Linked DNA regions of Dromaius novaehollandiae: region 1 is linked to region 2. A link is a contact called in public Hi-C data. All regions are on one chromosome and are shown on one strand. Each heading gives the region's core, a stretch centred on a gene start, on an enhancer-like site or on the middle of the called end of the contact. The rest is flanking DNA. Distances are from core to core; before and after follow the strand shown.

The links. A called contact is a pair of places that touch in the nucleus more often than the background predicts.
Region 1: a Hi-C map of brain shows a contact between it and region 2, with 8 times the contacts expected there. The contact joins the promoter of PARP1 here to the promoter of PSEN2 in region 2. A contact is called at or near these places in 3 of 4 Hi-C or Micro-C datasets (brain, liver and ovary).

What each region holds. Positions count from the first base shown.
Region 1 is chr3:118,779,565-118,784,023 of bDroNov1.hap1, reverse strand. It overlaps PARP1 (poly(ADP-ribose) polymerase 1), which reads right to left and starts at 3,047. Exons shown (of 23, transcript XM_026094629.2): 1 at 2,822-3,047; 2 at 1,482-1,644; 3 at 461-579. The coding sequence starts at 2,941.
Region 2 is chr3:118,582,176-118,586,393 of bDroNov1.hap1, reverse strand. PSEN2 (presenilin 2) reads left to right here and starts at 1,536. Exons shown (of 13, transcript XM_064509933.1): 1 at 1,536-1,619; 2 at 2,155-2,236.

The sequences.
Region 1 (4,459 bases), core at 1,798-4,297, 200 kb before region 2:
AAGCAGAGCACCGATACATACTTCAGGGCAGGACACATGGTTAATGAGCTGTATCACTGGTTTTGTATGGCTCCACGGAGTTAATACAGATACACTGCACACAAACAGAGATGGTCTTGTTGAGGGAGAGGAAGAGGTTGACACCTTTGACACGCTCCAACAAGCAGCAAAAGCTGCAGTTTGTGGTGGCCTTCTCACCACAGAAATGCTGGCAAGCGGTGTTGCAGTCTGCTCCCAGGCAAAAAGAAGCATCGGCAGGTCTAAAGCCCAGGCTCCAGACTGAGGGATGCCTTTACTGCCACCTGTCCAGGATGAAGCTGCTCTTGACGCACACAAGTGCAACTTTGCAAGTGCCTTCCATATGCAAGACAGGCAGGAAGAAATTATAAAAGTCACTGTTTGAACTGGGGACTGGTGGGAGAAAAGACAAGAGTTGGAGAACTAAAGAAAAGCTCCTCACCTTTTCTATTTTCTGTTCACAGCCTTTGCAAGTACTTCTGTTAGACTTGGCATATTCTGCAGCAAAGTCATTTAGGCTCTTCTCAGCCTTGCCACCGCCTTCCTGGTCTCCTCCTTTTCCTGGAGTGCAAAGGCAAATACAGACTTTGGCTTTAAAATGCTATTTTTTTTTTTTTAATTATTATTCTTCTCTGTCCCAGATTGTTAGCAGGTTAGCAGTCTGGATTAATAAACCCCTGTGTTCCAGTGAACCATCTGTCAAGAATCTGAATACAGAATAAAAATAGATCAGTCCATGCTCAAAAGCACTTTTAAAATATGAAGAGTTTTTTAAGCAATCAAGCAGCAATTGTAGAGGCTTGCTCATTGAAGGCTTTTTGAAGCCTTTCTGAGGTGCACAGAACTGACCCTTTTTACCTTTCTTCTAGAGAAGTAGAAAATGAGATCTTATTGAAGAATCTACTGTCCCAGGAGTCACAAATAGCCATGCTTCAAAACAGAACTCCTCTTCCCAAGTGCCAGTTTCCTTTTATTTTCATATTACATTTCAGCGGGCAGACATCAATCTAAAACTACCCAGTATCCTCAGTTTACATAGAGATTAGGTGGATTTAGTCTGTTCTGTACCCAGATCCTTCCCACTCGTTTCCCTGACTCATTAGCTCACTGTGCAACAATTTCAAAGAGCCACCATACCCATGTGCTACAGCAAAGGTATCATTAAAATAACATACTATATGAGCATTTGTTAACATTAAGGAACCGAAACCAAAATACACCAGTCACGAAAACAAGAATGTCTGTTAATGCATCTGCCAACCGCCTTGCTTCTTCCTTGCTGGTTTCAGAGGCTAGACCACACTGCCAGCTTCCTCATCTGCAGTGTGCCGCCACCATGGCAATCCTGCCCCTGTCACTTCCTGAAGGGACACAGTAATCAAATAACCGCAATCTGTCAATGGCTTGACAACAGCAAGCATGCTTCCTGGTGAACCTTTGAACATCAGGACACCTCTCTTTACCTCCTCCAGGTCCTCCAGTTTCAATGGCTTTCTTGATTTTCTCCTGATCTTCCCATCGGAGCTCAGGGAAGCCATCGATGTCCGCATGGGACACAATTCGAGCCCTCTTCCAGAAGCAGCTGTAGTGATGCCAGTGAGGGACTTTGCCATCAAACATGGGCGACTAGGAAGAAAGCAAAATTAGGCCAAGATGAAGTAAATCAGAATCACGAGCGGAAAAAAAACAAGATAAAATGGAAGTATCTGGGTAAACACAAGTAATTTTTTTTTTCCAAATTAAAAGATCTGCAATTTAGGATGAAGTCTAGGAAGAAAACCCAATGTGACAGACAAGTTACCTAGGGAGAAGTCCAAAGGGAAGACACACAGAAAAAGAGTTTACCCAGGTTAAGCAGTTTGTCACCCCATTGCTTAGCCCTTCCATACTGCTCGAAACAAGAAGCTCGTAGCCTCGGCATGGCTATAGCAGCCCTGAGCAGACAAGGAGAGGTTTCTTCTCAGTGAGAATCAGGCCATGGGCAGGGATGAGCAATCGAAACAAAGACACTGGATGAATCCTCCTTAAAACAGCACTTGGCTCATCCGCTACAACCTTCTGCCTAGGGAGCTACAGGAGGCAGAGGCAAAATGTAAGAGAAAATTAGAGTCCGGCGAAGCTCTGCACCAGGACGGGACCGCAACCTAAATCCTTCCAGCAGCAGCGAACCCGGGGCGACCTGCCCACACCTGCCTCGTACCTGCCTCCCGGGGAAGCGCTCTGCTCGGTCGTGACTCAGACACACAAAGCACCAACCTGGCACCGTTCCGGTGACCAGTCGGACAAAATAACCGTTAAACGGTTTGGCGCCAAGAGACGCACGCAAACAACGGCCGTATTAATAACACGCAACGCTGTATTATCATTATTATTATAACACAGGGACCCGGGCGGCGCAGCGGCCCTGCGGAGCTGGTCTCGGTGCGCCGGGCAGCATCGCGCCCCGCGAGGCCGCGGCCTGGTGACTCCCGCAGCAAACAGCGTTTCCCCAGCAGACCGCGGCTTCCCAAAGAAACTTCGACAGAAGCAGAGGCAGGTCCGCCCGCTCGGCTCGGGGCGGTACCGGAGCAGCCGCGCCCCGGCTGGGAGCGGGTCCGGGGCAGAGCTGGTCCCGCAGCACCAGCCCCCCGGCGCGGCCCGCAGCCCCCGGGCGAAGGCCCCGGACAAAAGGGCGGCAGCAGCCCGCGGCCGCGTGTCCGGCGCCGCCGGAATTTCCTCTGCGCCACCGGCGCGGGAGCGCGGCAGGGCCCAGGGGCTCCGCGCACAAAGGCGGCGCGCGGGGGGCGGGGGCGGGCCGCGGTACCTGCACCATGAGGGCGAGGCGCAGCGAGTCCTTGGCGATGCTCTCGCCGCACTTCTTGCAGGAGGCGCGGCCGCTCTTGGCGTACTCCGCCCGGTACAGCTTCTCCGCCGGCTCCGCCATCGCCGCCGCCGCCGCCCACACGGCCCCCGGCACCCGCCGCGCCACCGACCGCCCGACCGCCTGCCGCCGCCCCCCGCGCGCGCGCGTGCTCGCCCGCCGGGAGCGCTAGCCGAGAGCCGAGCGGCCCTCCCCGCTGCCGCCGCCTGCCAGATCCGCCGCTCGGGCGTCGACTCGGCGCGCCTGGCTGCGCCTGGAACGTTCCGCTTTGCTACTTCGTATCAATGGGGGGCGGAGGGGGAGGCGCGTCACGTGGCGGCGGGGGAGCGTGTGCGGGGGGGGGGGGCGTGCGTGTGTGCGTGTCTGTGTGCGCATGTGTGCGCATGTGTGTGCCTGTGTGTGCGCTTGTCTGTGTGCGCATGTCCATGTGCATGTGTGTGTGCATGTGTGCGCATGTGTGCACCTGTGTGTGGGTGTGTGTGCATGTGAGTGTGTGGGGGGTGCATGTGTTTGTGCATGTGAGTGTGTGCCTGTGGGGGTGTGTGTACATGTGTGGGTGTTTGTGCGCATGTGTGTGTGTGCCTGTGAGGGAGTGTGCATGTGTCTGTGGGGTGTGCATGTGTGTAAGCATGCATGTGCGTGCCTGCATGTGCGTGTGGGTGTGCATGCATGTGTGCATAGTGTGCAGGTGTGTGTGTGCGTGGCATGGGGGTGCGTGGGGGCCCCTGGGCTCGGGGGTGCCTTCAGAGTGGCACAGCCGGGCGGGGGGAGCCCCCATCCTTGGCGGGCCCGGGCTGCCCCCCTGGGGAGTATGGGCGGCCAAAGCCGGGCTGCCTCCTGCCGCAGTGCACTGGGGGCCACCGGAACCCGCCAGGACTCGCAGGTGCTGGGCGCTGTGGCTCCTTGGGCCACTGTGCAAGCGTGGAGAGCTGCAGCGTGCCCGTCCTCGTGCGTCCCCAAACCCAGCTGTGGTTAGCGGCCTCCACTGCCTGAGTTAGCTTTACCTAGCGCTTGTGCCCCCCGCGCTGCTTCGCTGAGCACTGCTAAGCACCCCCAAGGTTTGGGGCACCAAAACGTGACGTGGCGGCTTCACGTTCCAGGCGAAAGCCCATGTGGGAGGGACTTCGCTTGCCAGGACAGGATTTAGCTGATTCTGTGACCTGTATTCGAGAGCGTCCCATTTACCAGACTTCATCAAGAAATTAATGCCAGAGTGCAGCTACCATGGCGAAGAGCAAGCGCTGCCATTTTCCAAAAGCTCTGAGTGTGCTTTGGTGCCATAACGTCCTGTAGTGCAGGAGGGAAGGAGAAAGGGGAGAAAAGGTTTCCCGAGTGCTGCAGAAGCCTCAGCTCCGTTTCCCAGAGCGGGGGAATAACTGTAACAGCTATCCTCCGCCGGTTCCCTGAGAGCTGCAGGCTCCTGGGCACCCTAGTCACGCTCAATAGCTGAAGGAGGTGCAAAGTGGTGACCCCATGTCGTGGCTGAGCCCTGTCCCTCTGTGCCACCGAGGAGGCAGCTGGTCGTGGAAAGCTGCGCGGAGGGCCACAGGCTCCCGCGACTGGAAAAGGGGCAGTAATTAA
Region 2 (4,218 bases), core at 287-2,786:
GACTGAAAGCTGTATGGCATTAACTCTCAAGGAAGGAGGGGCTGACACACGTCTTTGTGTTCATATTACCCACTTGTACAGAAAAGGAGCACTGAGTTAAGCCAGATTTTAACCTCTGAAAACTACAAAGGAGGCAGGCAGAACATGCATGCTCGGAAAGAGCTGTCAGCGAGGCAGACCAGTGCAGTTCGGCCTGCCAATGCTTTGGCTTTGAAGATATAAAATCTTTTGGAATTAATAAATATTTTTACTATTAACCCAAATTTATGCCAGATATATAAGGTCCACGTAATACTAAAGGACTCTAAAATTCCCATTGGTTGTGGAAATACAGAGCACAAGCAAAATTGTTCCTTGCCCTACCATTAAACAAACTTGACAAGCAACGGAGCATACGATGTGTGAAGGATTCAATTCATCAGAGAAATTCCCATTTAAAAAATCCAGCCGACTCAAATGTCCAGTGGAAAGGGACTTGACAACTCAGCACAAGGAAAAGGATAGAGCAGCCTTTGAGAGAAACCTATTTCAAAGAGCTGTGATGCCCTGCTGACAAATACAGCCAAGCACACAGATTTTTGGCTTTCCTAGACTGACCGTCTCGGCAAAGGGCAGCCAACAATACTTTGACAGGCAGTTCTCTGGGGCTCTGAAGAATTTTTTGTGTTACTTCTTTGTGCATGCAAAGCGGCTTTGAATAAGGGCCATGGGCATTAGGAAGGTGTACTCGTCACCTTTATTACGAAGGAAACTCAGGGAAAGTGACGGTCAAATTAAAGTTGGAATCTGCAGGAAACTTCTATTACCCTGTTGACAAATAATGGAGTACTTCATTTTTCTTATTATACCTCATGCCTCCTTTATTGCTAGCCTATCTTTTGGGCCTTTTGTATGTAAAAAGATCAGGGATGGCATGAAGTGAAGAGGAAGGTGAAGCTCTGCCACGAATACCTCACGTGCCTGTGCTGGAGGCTTTTCTTAGGCAACAGCAGCAGAGGGGGATTAGCACGACTCTGGATCGTGTCTCTGCCCCCAAAAAACGATGAGCAACTGCTATGATGCCTTAATTTCACTGCACTATCGCTTGATAAAGCTATGGGCAGCAACACGGCCAGGGAACTGCCTGCACACTGACTGAGTTTCATCTCTGACTGCTGCACTGGATCTTTTTTAACAACAAAACTTACATTCTGAAAATACAAACTTCTCACACCCTAGAGCAAATAATGTAAAATGTTTGTAATTTTGCTTTCACCCCTCCAACCTACAAACTCGGGAAAGAAGGGACCCTGAACGAACCACTCCCCGTCCAGCACGTCTCCCCCGCCCGCGGCATCATGGCGGCTCCTCACAGGTACCCCGACGCCGGAGGGGGAAGGGCAGGGTGAGGCCTCCCTCAGCCGCCTTCCTATTGGCAGGCCCTCATCCCCACCCTTCGCTTCCATTGGAGAACCCCGCAGAGTGGGCGGAGGCGCTCGGGAGGAGCGACATCCGCTGCGGCGAATCAGCGGGCGCGCTCTTCCCCCTCCGCGGCCTGCGTTGGGGGGATAGAATGCGCCGGAGCCAATGGGAGCGCCGTCGGGTCCGTGCCGCGCCGGGCTGCGCCGCGCCAGGGCCAGGTGAGGCGGGGGCGGCTCGGGGCTCCCCGGCGGGGCGGGCGTTTGCGTGGGGGCGCCGCTGGAGCCGTGCGCGGCCCCTCCGCCTCCTCCCCTCGGAGCTCGGCCCAGCACGGAAACGCGGGGCAAACTCGTCCTCGGGGCCGAGCGGGGGCACGTGAGCTTTGCTGGCTCCTTCTGGAGGCAGCAAATATATATATATTATATATATTTTATATATATATATATATGTGTGCGTGTATACATATATGCATGCATGTATATTATTTATTAATTTTTATGTATTTTTTTTTCCTCGGGGAGGAGTGGGGGTGTATTTCTGCCTCAGGCCGCACGACAGTATTTCATTTGAAACCTGCTAGCGAATCCTGAATGGCAAGCAGATATATTTTTTTAAGCGTTGAAAACAACCCTTGGGGAAAACGCGTGCATCGGTGCAAGGGCTTTTCCAGCGCTCTCTTGGGAAATCACTGACTTTTTTTTTTTCCTTCCCTAAAACCTCTTTTCTCTCTGCCTCGTGCCCCCTGTGCCATCGCAGCTGTGGGGTGCGTGCGTGGGGCTGGTCATGTGTGTGGACGGAGGAGGAAGCTGACCCGCTGCGGCAGGCGAGCGAGGCTCCGGTGCGTATCCACGTGCAGCCGGGCCCCCCGAGCTGGGGGGCGACGCATCATCCCCGGCTGGCTGCCCTGGGTGTCCCCCAGGCCCCAAGAGCAGATGGGGGTGCACCCCAAATACGGGTGTCCCTGGGCATCTGTGATGCGAGCTGCCCTGTCATCTTCGGGGTTTGCTGGCTCAGGTGCCCCAGGGCGATATTAGAAGTACCAATGCTTTTAGCTGTTCCTGCACACGAGGCTTGAGGCAGACTTCAAAGCCTTCCTGGCGCAAGTACGTCAGCTGGGACGGGACGGGATGGGCGGCTTTCACGCTTCAGCTAGAAGCTGGCCGCTGGCAGCAGTTGGACTCGGCAAAATAATCCTTCCGCAAGCATGGCTTGATGCTCTTCGGGAGGGTCTGACTCCAGCTCCACCAGCAAGATAATGCTTCTGTGGCTGTGTGCTGTGCCTTTCTTGTGGGACGACAGTAATGTTAGTATAACCATGCTGGTATTTCCAAAAAAGGAGAAAGAGGCCTGCAGATCTTGACAACTTCCTTTTAGTATCTCATGTTTTGTTATTTTTGCACCCTTGAGCTGAAACTGAATGGCATTTGCAAACTCTCTTTCGACTGTTCAGATGTGTTTTCTGAGTAGCTCGTTGTTTTACCAGCATGCATGTTTTGGCCTTGCTTATTAGGAAGAATCTGAAAGGCTAAATTGCCTTTCGTTTCCTTCTAATTTTGGCCCTACTATTTATAACTTCTGAAACTTTTTTTTCTTCCTCTTTATATTTACTAACAGCAGCACAGTTAGAGCCTAAACTTAGGAAAACATTAGGCTGTTAGTGTCAAGCTCTCTTGATCTAAATATAGCAGATGAAAACTGATTCTCTTCATCCAACTGCCATCAAAGAGAACAATATGTATAAGCAGGAGTTTAAACTCTCAAACGAATTATTAAATATTCTGCTAACCTATAGCAGCTATTCTGCGCTGTACATTATACGGGTATTATTCATTATGGATGAAGTGCAAAGCAAGGGATTTGAGTCTGTTTGCAGCATGAGGATGTTGTAGCCTGATATTAAAAGGCAGACCGAGGCTGGATCCTAATGTTAAGTGAATTGGCCTAGCTTCACTGAGATCCATGAAGCTGATTTACCCCAGATGAAGAAGGAGATGCCCTTGCATGAAAGACATCTGGGAAGAGAGAAATTGGTACCTTCTGCTTTCTTGCAGGCTTCACAGAACTGCTGGAAAGTAGGAGTCACTGTATTCCCACCTCTACTGTTCAGCTATAAGAAGTGCTTAATACTGTCCTGGCTTTGGGGCCCTTTCATTTTTGCCATATGGTTTTGAGTTTAGTCTTTTGGCACTTAAAAATCTTACAATTTTGAATGGTTCCTGACAGTTTGAATCCATCTGCAGAGGAAGAGAGGAAAACTGGGCCTAATCTCCTGTGGCTTACTGTGATCAGTGTGAAGACTGTGTGGCATGTGTTGTTCATCTTCTTCATTTACTGTATTCAGTAGACCATGCTGTGTAATCATCTGTAAATACAGGTACAGCATGAATTCTCCCCGTCCCCCCCCCCCCCCCCGCAAGCTCCTCCTAACACTAGAGCTGTAGAGGAAGTGTTCTTGTCGCAGCCCTTCCTGCCTTTCCTGAAGTGTCCTTCTTCTTTCCAAGCTCAGCCTAGGAAAATGCATTGTCTGTGTGCATTGACGTATCTGGTGTCATGCACAAAAATAATTGCATCTAGGAAAGGTTCCTTTGCTTTCCATCACGGGGTACCCACGGTCCTTGGGAGGCAGAAATCCTCTCCATGAGATCCGTAAGATAGCTTAACTAGCAAGGTGATACCAAAAAAAAAAAAAAAAACAAAACCAAAAAAACCCACCATCCAGTGCAGACTTATGACACCTCTTTCTTGGTTGCCTGGTGCTTTGTGGGTCCCCCATTTTCTTTCTGTTTGGCAAGTGACCCTTAGGGCAGAGGCCTTCTCTCT